2 separate regions of the Sus scrofa genome follow, and region 1 is linked to region 2. A link is a contact called in public Hi-C data. All regions are on one chromosome and are shown on one strand. Each heading gives the region's core, a stretch centred on a gene start, on an enhancer-like site or on the middle of the called end of the contact. The rest is flanking DNA. Distances are from core to core; before and after follow the strand shown.

The links. A called contact is a pair of places that touch in the nucleus more often than the background predicts.
Region 1: a Hi-C map of epiblast stem cells shows a contact between it and region 2, with 1.8 times the contacts expected there. The contact joins the promoter of EEF1D here to the promoter of MAPK15 in region 2. A contact is called at or near these places in 2 of 47 Hi-C or Micro-C datasets (epiblast stem cells and liver).

The regions. Positions count from the first base shown.
Region 1 is chr4:968,106-971,588 of Sscrofa11.1, forward strand. EEF1D (elongation factor 1-delta) reads left to right here and starts at 1,427. Exons shown (of 8, transcript XM_021090459.1): 1 at 1,427-1,743. It overlaps TIGD5 (tigger transposable element-derived protein 5), which reads right to left and starts at 1,286. Exons shown (of 1, transcript XM_021090462.1): 1 at 1-1,286. The coding sequence starts at 1,178.
Region 2 is chr4:913,785-917,517 of Sscrofa11.1, forward strand. It overlaps MAPK15 (mitogen-activated protein kinase 15), which reads right to left and starts at 1,753. Exons shown (of 13, transcript XM_021090469.1): 1 at 1,551-1,753; 2 at 33-131. The coding sequence starts at 1,619.

The sequences.
Region 1 (3,483 bases), core at 177-2,676, 54 kb after region 2:
AGCTCCTCCGGGGGTCCCTGCGGCTCAGGTCGGCACCTCCTGGGGGTCTCGTCACTATCCTCCAGGGCGGGCATCCTCGAAGTTGGGCTGGGGCAAGGCGGGTGGGCGACCAGCAGGACAGCCTTCTGCTGCAGGCAGCTGCGGCGCAGGTAGCGCCTGACCCCGGGGACGAACTCCTCGAAGAACCAGCCCCGCAGCAAAGGGCGGCTGAGCCAGGCGTCTGGGCTGTAGCGGTAGGAGGCAGGGAACTTGTCCTGGTTGTGGTGGCGCAGGCTGGGTGGGTCCGGCAGCTGCCCGATGACCAGTGGCTTCAACTTGTGGCTGCCGGTCAGGTTAGCGGCCAGCAGCACCGTCACCCGGTCGCCCCTCCAGCGACGGCCGCAGCCCCCCGCGCCCAGGGGCGAGGCCTGCTCCGGAAGCAGCTTCCAGTAGAGGCCGGTGACGTTGGCATTGTAGATCTGCTCGTCGCCGTAGCCACCCTCGGCGGGGGCCGGGGCGTTCAGGACGCGATGGGGCAGGGGGCCGGCGCGGGGGTGCTGCACCGGCTCCTGCTTGACAGGCGGGCCGGGCGCGGGACCGGCGGCCGGGGGCTCGGCCTCGCCGTAGATGCGCTGGCTGGAGATGCCGTGGCGCTTCTGCCAGCGCCAGAACCAGCCGTGGCTGGCCTTGAAGGTGCACTCGGGCCCGTAGATCTGGCGCGCGAAGGCCTCGGCCTGCGCCTGGATCAGCGGCCCTGAGAGCGGCACGCCATGCTGGCGCAGCGCCAGGAACCACGAGTAGACGGCGCGGTCGATCTCCTCCTCGTTGGCCAGGCGCATCTTCTTGCGCTGCGTGCCCACCTCGCCGCCCAGCTGCTCTAGGAACCAGCGCAGCTTGGGCTCGTCCTTGAGCCAGCCGCGCAGCGTGCCGCCGGGCACGCCGAAGTCGCGGCACACGCTGGCCTGCCGCTCGCCGCCCTTGACGCGCTCGATGGCCTGCAGCTTGTCCTTAATAGAGTAGGCCTTGCGGAAGGCCATCTTCACTGCCCCGCGGGGCCGCGGCCCCGCCGCGGGGGGCGGCGGCCGCGCGGCGGGGACCAGGGCAGGCGTGGGGGTCCGCAGAGGCTGCGTGGGGCGCCCGGGCGGGGGGCGGCGGCCGCGCCGCGGGGCCGAGCAGGCAGGGGGGCCCGCGGGGTACATGGTACGGGCGGCAGCGGCGGCGGCGGCGGCGGCAGAGGCAGCAGCGGCAGCGGGGGCGCGGGAGCCGGGGCCATACGCCCGCCCGGCCGGCCGCGCGGGGCGGGGCTCCGGGGGCGGGGCCGGCGGGGCCCTCCCCTTTGTCTGGCCCGCTCGGCGCGCGCAGGCGCGCTGACCCGGCCCGGCCCCGCCCCACCCCGCGCGTCACCGGGCGCGTGTTGGCCCGTCGGCCCCGCCCCGGCCCGCCGAGTCCACCCGAGCGGCGGCGGAGGGGGGCGGGCGGGGAGGGCGCCGTCCTCGGCTGTTTGCTGCAGCGTCTCCCGGAAGGAGCGAGCCCTGCGGTGGTCTCCTACTGGCTTCTGTCTTCGCACCCACGGGGAGCGTCGCGCGGGGGGCTCCGGCAGCGCGGCGGGGCGTGCACGCGAGCCTCTTCCCCCGCGTCCCGGTGCGTGGTAGAGTCCGCTGCTTCATTTCCCGTGCGCGGCCCGCGCGGTCCTCCTTTTCCTCTGCCGTCCAGCGTTGCCGAGCCTTCCTCTTTGGTCGCCGCGTCCTTGTCCTTGGCTGGCGTGTGAGTACCGCGGCTCGCGCCGCCAGGGCCCTGGGAGGGGCGGTCCGCACTGCGCCGGGGGACCCGGCCGCAGTGCAGCGGGCAAGCGGTCACCGGGGCGCGCGGCCAAGTGCGGGCGAGCAGGGAGCGCAGAGGGGCGGGGCCCTCGGACCACGTGCGGCCGGACCCCTGCGGCAGGAGGGCGGCTGCGGGAATGCCCAGCAGCGCGAGCCCCTCACGCCGTGGGTGACAGGAATGTGTGTCCAGCTGTGGCCCGCGCCAGTAGCTCTTGCTCTCCTTCCTTTGTCCGCGTTTATTGAGCGCCTCCTGCATGCCCGCGCTGGGTCTCGGGGTCGGACCCCGGCCCAACTGTCCGGGAACCTCGACAGCTAGCGAACGCGGGAAAGAATTAAAACGCGATTGCTGGGTGACTCAGAAGAGATTCACGGTCTTCTCTGTGATCGAGGGTCTTCACGCGGATAAGGTGGTCCGGGCTGGAGGCGATGTGGAGCGACCCCCGCCCCCCAGCTCTGGCGGCGGGCGTGCGCTGAGAAAGCCTGGCACGCAGACTCCAGGGAGCAGGTGCTCTCTGCCAGCTCTGCAGCGAAGTCAGTGTCCTGGGCCTCGACTCCTCACCCTGGAGTGGCTGCCGCGGGCTTCGCGGGACCCTGGGCAGAGTGGGGGTTCCCTTCCTTGGAGGAGGCTGCCGTGAGGCCGGCTCCCTTGACTCCGCTCCTGGGGAGCTGGGTGAGGCTGCCTGCAGGGTTCAGTGCAGGTGGGCACAGCGCTTGACCAGTGTTTCTGCGAAGGAGGGTTTTCGGAGGTGGTTGCTCCGCTCTGGTGTCAGTTTTCAGGGGCCTTAGGCAAGAACTGCTGACATAAGCCCTGGTTTTGTGCCTGTGTTTTAAGATGATAGGCATGAGTGCGGAGTGGACAGCAGGGCGACGTGTGCGTGTGTGTGTGTGTGTGAGGTACACGCATCGGGGAGACACAGATGCCCAGCTCCTCTCTCTGACTGGGAGCCTCAGGTCCCCCGACTCCCATCTCCAGGTGTGCGCAGACGCAGGGCCAGTGCTGGCGTCGCTCTAGGGAAGGAGACCCAGGTGCCTGGCGGTCAGGGCACATAGACCGGGTACCACGGACCAGCAGAACAGATGCTGATGGCCAGAGCGTTGCAGCACAAACAGTGCAGCTGGCTGGGCCTGGGGCGGGGTGATGGGGGCAGCTACAGTGTGGGCCCTGAGCCTTGGAGTCCAAGGGACCCCCTTCCTGCCAGCAGCACAGGTTGGCACTTTTGAGTGGGGCTGGGCTATCCGGGAGTCAGAGGTAGGAAAGCATCTGAGTAGGAACTTGGGGCTGTGGTTTGTCTCTGAAGAGAGAGGACTCCACTCCAGCGCACTTGCCCCAGCAGGCGGCTGAACGAAGTCAGGCCCAGCCACCACGCTGCCCTCTCGGACGCTGCACATTTGGGAAGGCCTATCGTGCAGCACTGATCCAGGCCACCCCAGCCCCGCTTCCCCTGGAAGGTGGGCCGAGAGCCTTGACCCTGGTGGATGGACTGGCACTGCCTCCGGTGCGGTGTGTGACCGTGGGCACAGTGCTGCCTGAGACAGTGGCATAGAAGGTGGAGCCAGGGGAGGGGACAAGCCCTCGCCCCTCCCAGAAACCTCACTCACTGGAGCTGAAGCTGCCGGGACACCCCCCTTCTCCTCCCCCCGGGCACTTGGGTGGGCACAGCTCTGCTGAGCTAGGTCCTTCTCC
Region 2 (3,733 bases), core at 503-3,002:
GCCCTCAGCCGGCTTCATCCTTTCTCACTTACCTGGGCATCTGTCTTATTCCTGAAGGCATCAAAGATTTTTTTGATGGCCACAACCTCGCCGGTCCTCCGATCCAGTGCCTTCCACACAATGCCGTAGGCCTGGGAAGGACGGAGGGAGTCAGCCTGCCGGCTCGGGGCCATCCCCTCGCTCCCAGGCCGCCCCCTGCAGGCACCAGCCTCCTCCTTCCCACTCTGGCTTCTAGGAGGGGAGGCGGTGTGCTGAGGGCAAGGTGCCTGCGGGTGCAGGCTGCCAGCCTGCTCCTGGGGAAGGCGGGCAGCTTCCAGAGGAGTGGAGAGGAAGCAAGGGGCATCTGGTGACGTCCCCAGGAGGAAGCGAGGTCACAGATGGCAGGGAGTTTCTGGGCAAGAACTGGGGCCTGACCCTTCTCCAGACAGCCTTTCACCTTCCGGGCACCCAAATCCCTCTCCCATCGAGCCCATCCAGCCTGTCAGCACATCCTGTTGGCTCCACCTACAGAATTCATCAGAATCCAGTGGCTTCGTACCATCGTTGCTGCCCTCGCCCTGGTGCCCTGGTCTGTGCCTCTCACGCCTCTTGCCTGCGTCGCTGCACTGACCTCTAAGCTCCTGCTGCTCCTCCTTAACAGAGTGGGCGGGCCGAGCCTTGCAAAGTGCTGCCAAAGGCGGCTACCCCTCCCCATGTCACTCACAGTAGGAGCCAAAGCCCTGGCAGCTCCCCAAAGCCCCACATGATCCAACCATCCTTCCTACCCTGGCACATCAATTTTTCTTCCCCGAAGGCCCAGCAGGTCTTTGTCTCGGGGCCTCTGCACGGCTGTTTGCACCATCTGGAAGCCCTTTCTCCCCTCCCCCATTACACACTTGCACACACCAAGTCACACAGCTCACTCTCACACACAATCCCACATCCTCTCACACAATCACAAATGCACGTGGGGGAGTTCCCACTGCGGCACAGTCAGTTAAGGATCCAGCATGGCCATTGCTGTGTAGGTCACAGCTGCAGCTTGGATTCAGTCCCTGGCCCAGGTGCAGTGGGTGCTGTGGTGGGGGGGAACCCACAAACGTGCAGGGTTCTGGCCCCCACTCCATGCCCACCCATTTACCGGCTCAGGCCCTTCTACTGCAGAGGCCCTGGCATCTGCCGCTGCACAGCTGGGGTGGGTGTGCTGGCCTCCCTGAGCATCCTGTGGGCTCTGGGAGTGGCAGCCTGGGAGCCGAGGTCAGTGGGTGGGGACCGCGGGTGGATGGGGCACTGGAACCACACCCGAGACTGCTGGAGGCCTGGCTGTCACTTGCCTCCCAAAGCCAGGTAACAAGCTCCCTGGGAGTAGACACGGATAGGACCCTGACATAGGAGACAGGCACCAAGGCGCTCCGGGACTTGCCCAAGGCCGCACCAGCAGCTCGTGGAGGAGGCAAGACTCAAGCCCAGGAGACCCTGGCCCTGGGGAAGGCAACCGTCCTCAGACTGGTCCTGTCCACGCCCTGCAGGTGACCCGGTCCGGGGGATGCCCGGGCGCTTCCCCGACTCACCCCCTTCCCGAGCCTCCGCTTGAGCAGGTATCGCTCGGCGACGCGATGGTCCACCTCGGCGGCACACATGCCGGCGGAGGGGCCGGGAGGCCTCCCGACACGGAGGTGCACGAACTGTTGAATCCGGTTTCCTTGGGAACTGGCGGCGACGCCTCCCTTGCGCCCGCGCCGGGCGGGGCGGGGCCTGCCGCGCGAAGCCCGCCCACTCCGGGGCCACCCAGGGGCCCCTCCCTGGAGCCCCGCCCCCTCGGCGCTGGCCTCCCCCACCCCGCCAGCCAGGCCCCAGCGGGCGCCGCTCGCAGCTCCCCGGCCCGCCTCCGCCCAGGGGGCCTCCCGCAGCCTCCAGAACCTCTGCGCCGACGCCGGGCTTGGGCCCGTGTGGTGCCCGCGGCCCGGGACGCGGTCTCCTCCCGCCGTCTTACTGCCGGGCTCTGCTAAGGGCGTGCGGGGGTTGGAGTCATTCGCAGACAGTTTGAGGGCAGGCGCCGCGCCGCCCCGGCGAGTGCGAGTGCCTGAACTGGGTAGAGGCCCCGCGAGGAGCCGGGGCGTTCCAGGGCCGGGGTCCCGGCGAGCGGCAGCGGGGGTAAAGCTGGAGAAGGAGAGTGTTTGGGCGACTGGCTGAGCGGGGATGGCTGCGCGCCCAAGTCAAGCGGTAGACGGCGATCTGAGCCTCTGGTGGGGGCTGGCGGGCGGGGTGGCCAGGAAAGGAAATGGGAGCACATCGAGGGGCCCCGCATGGGGGTGTGTGCCTGGCGCGTCGGAGCCACAAGGAGGCCCGGGTGGCTGGAGACGTCCAGAGTCCGCAGGGGGCGGTGGGCCACGCGGGAGAGCGGTGACTGCGCGGAGAGAGACCCGGCGCAGCAGGGTGGAAGCAGGGGAGGGGAGGAGATGCGAAGGAGTGGGTTCTGGCTGCAGTGGAGCCCCTGGATTTGCTGTAGGGGGGCTGTGGGTGTGAGAGAAAGAGGAATCTTGGATGACGGCCAGGTTCCTGGGAAGGGGGTGTCTGGAAGGAGCCGGCTGAGATGGGAAGGCAGCCGACAGACCAGGTTTAGAGAGACTCGGAATTGAGACGTTTAAGAAGCTGATAGGACATCCAAGTGGAAATCACAGAAAGACCTGACTCGGGTTCAGGGGTGAGGTGACATACCCAAGGGGTGTGGGTTGATGCAGCAAGGCTTAAAGCAGCAGCTGGACAAGACTGCCAGGGCGTGAATGTGGGTACAGAAGCGATGAGGCAGAGCCCTGAGCTCTCCAGCGTTCAGGGTCAGCTGCCAAAGTGTCTGGAGCCCAGCAGTTTTAAAACCTTTCCATCTGTTATAGACCCATCATTTTGTAAAATACAGTAAAAATGAGTTTCTAGGGAAAAAATGTTAACCATATACATAAAAGCCCAAAAGCTTTTTATTAGATTCGGGTCATACAACTACTCCGTCCTATGGCCACGCTTCTCAACTCTTTCCATTTCTGAGTGACTTCATCGTAGACCTTAGCCGTTTGGGGGAGGGCACTACAGACGGGGGCGGGGGGGGGGGGCTGGGTGCTGTCTAGTGGCCACATGAGGACACCACGTCTGAAACAGAGAACACAGGGGTCCCTGGTGGCTCACTGTGTCAAGGATCCAGCGCTGTCACCACTATGGTATGGGTTCGATCCCTAGCCGGGGAACTTGCGCATGCTGCAGGTGTGGCGAAAAAGAAAAAGAAAGAGAACACAAATGAAAGAGCACTTGACATGGGCTGAATGCCTTCTAGAAAGGCTGCCCTGAAGAAGACTGGCCCCAGCCAGTGTTGATGAGGGTGTGTGTTGCAGACCACTGAACGGCTGAACTCGGCAGAAAACAAACTTGGCGCACGTGCAAGAGCACAGCCACTAAGAGGGAGCTTTATCATCGCCTGCACCTGATTTTGCTCACGAACCTACGTCACCATCCCTAATAAAAGGCATGAGGGCTAAAGCCTAGGCGCCTTTGTTCTGCGGAGCAGAGTGCCTCCCGGTCCCTCGCTTTCTAAATCTAAGAGTCGTGGGGGTCTTGCTATGCTGCACCCTCCCTCCTCCAGGATTCCCCGTGGCCTGCAGTGCTGGATGCGGCAGGTGTGGAGTGACTGAAACGCTCATTCTGCGATCATGGGACTATAAACTGCTACAACCACTTTGGAAAACGATTTGGTAGTTTCTTAAAACGT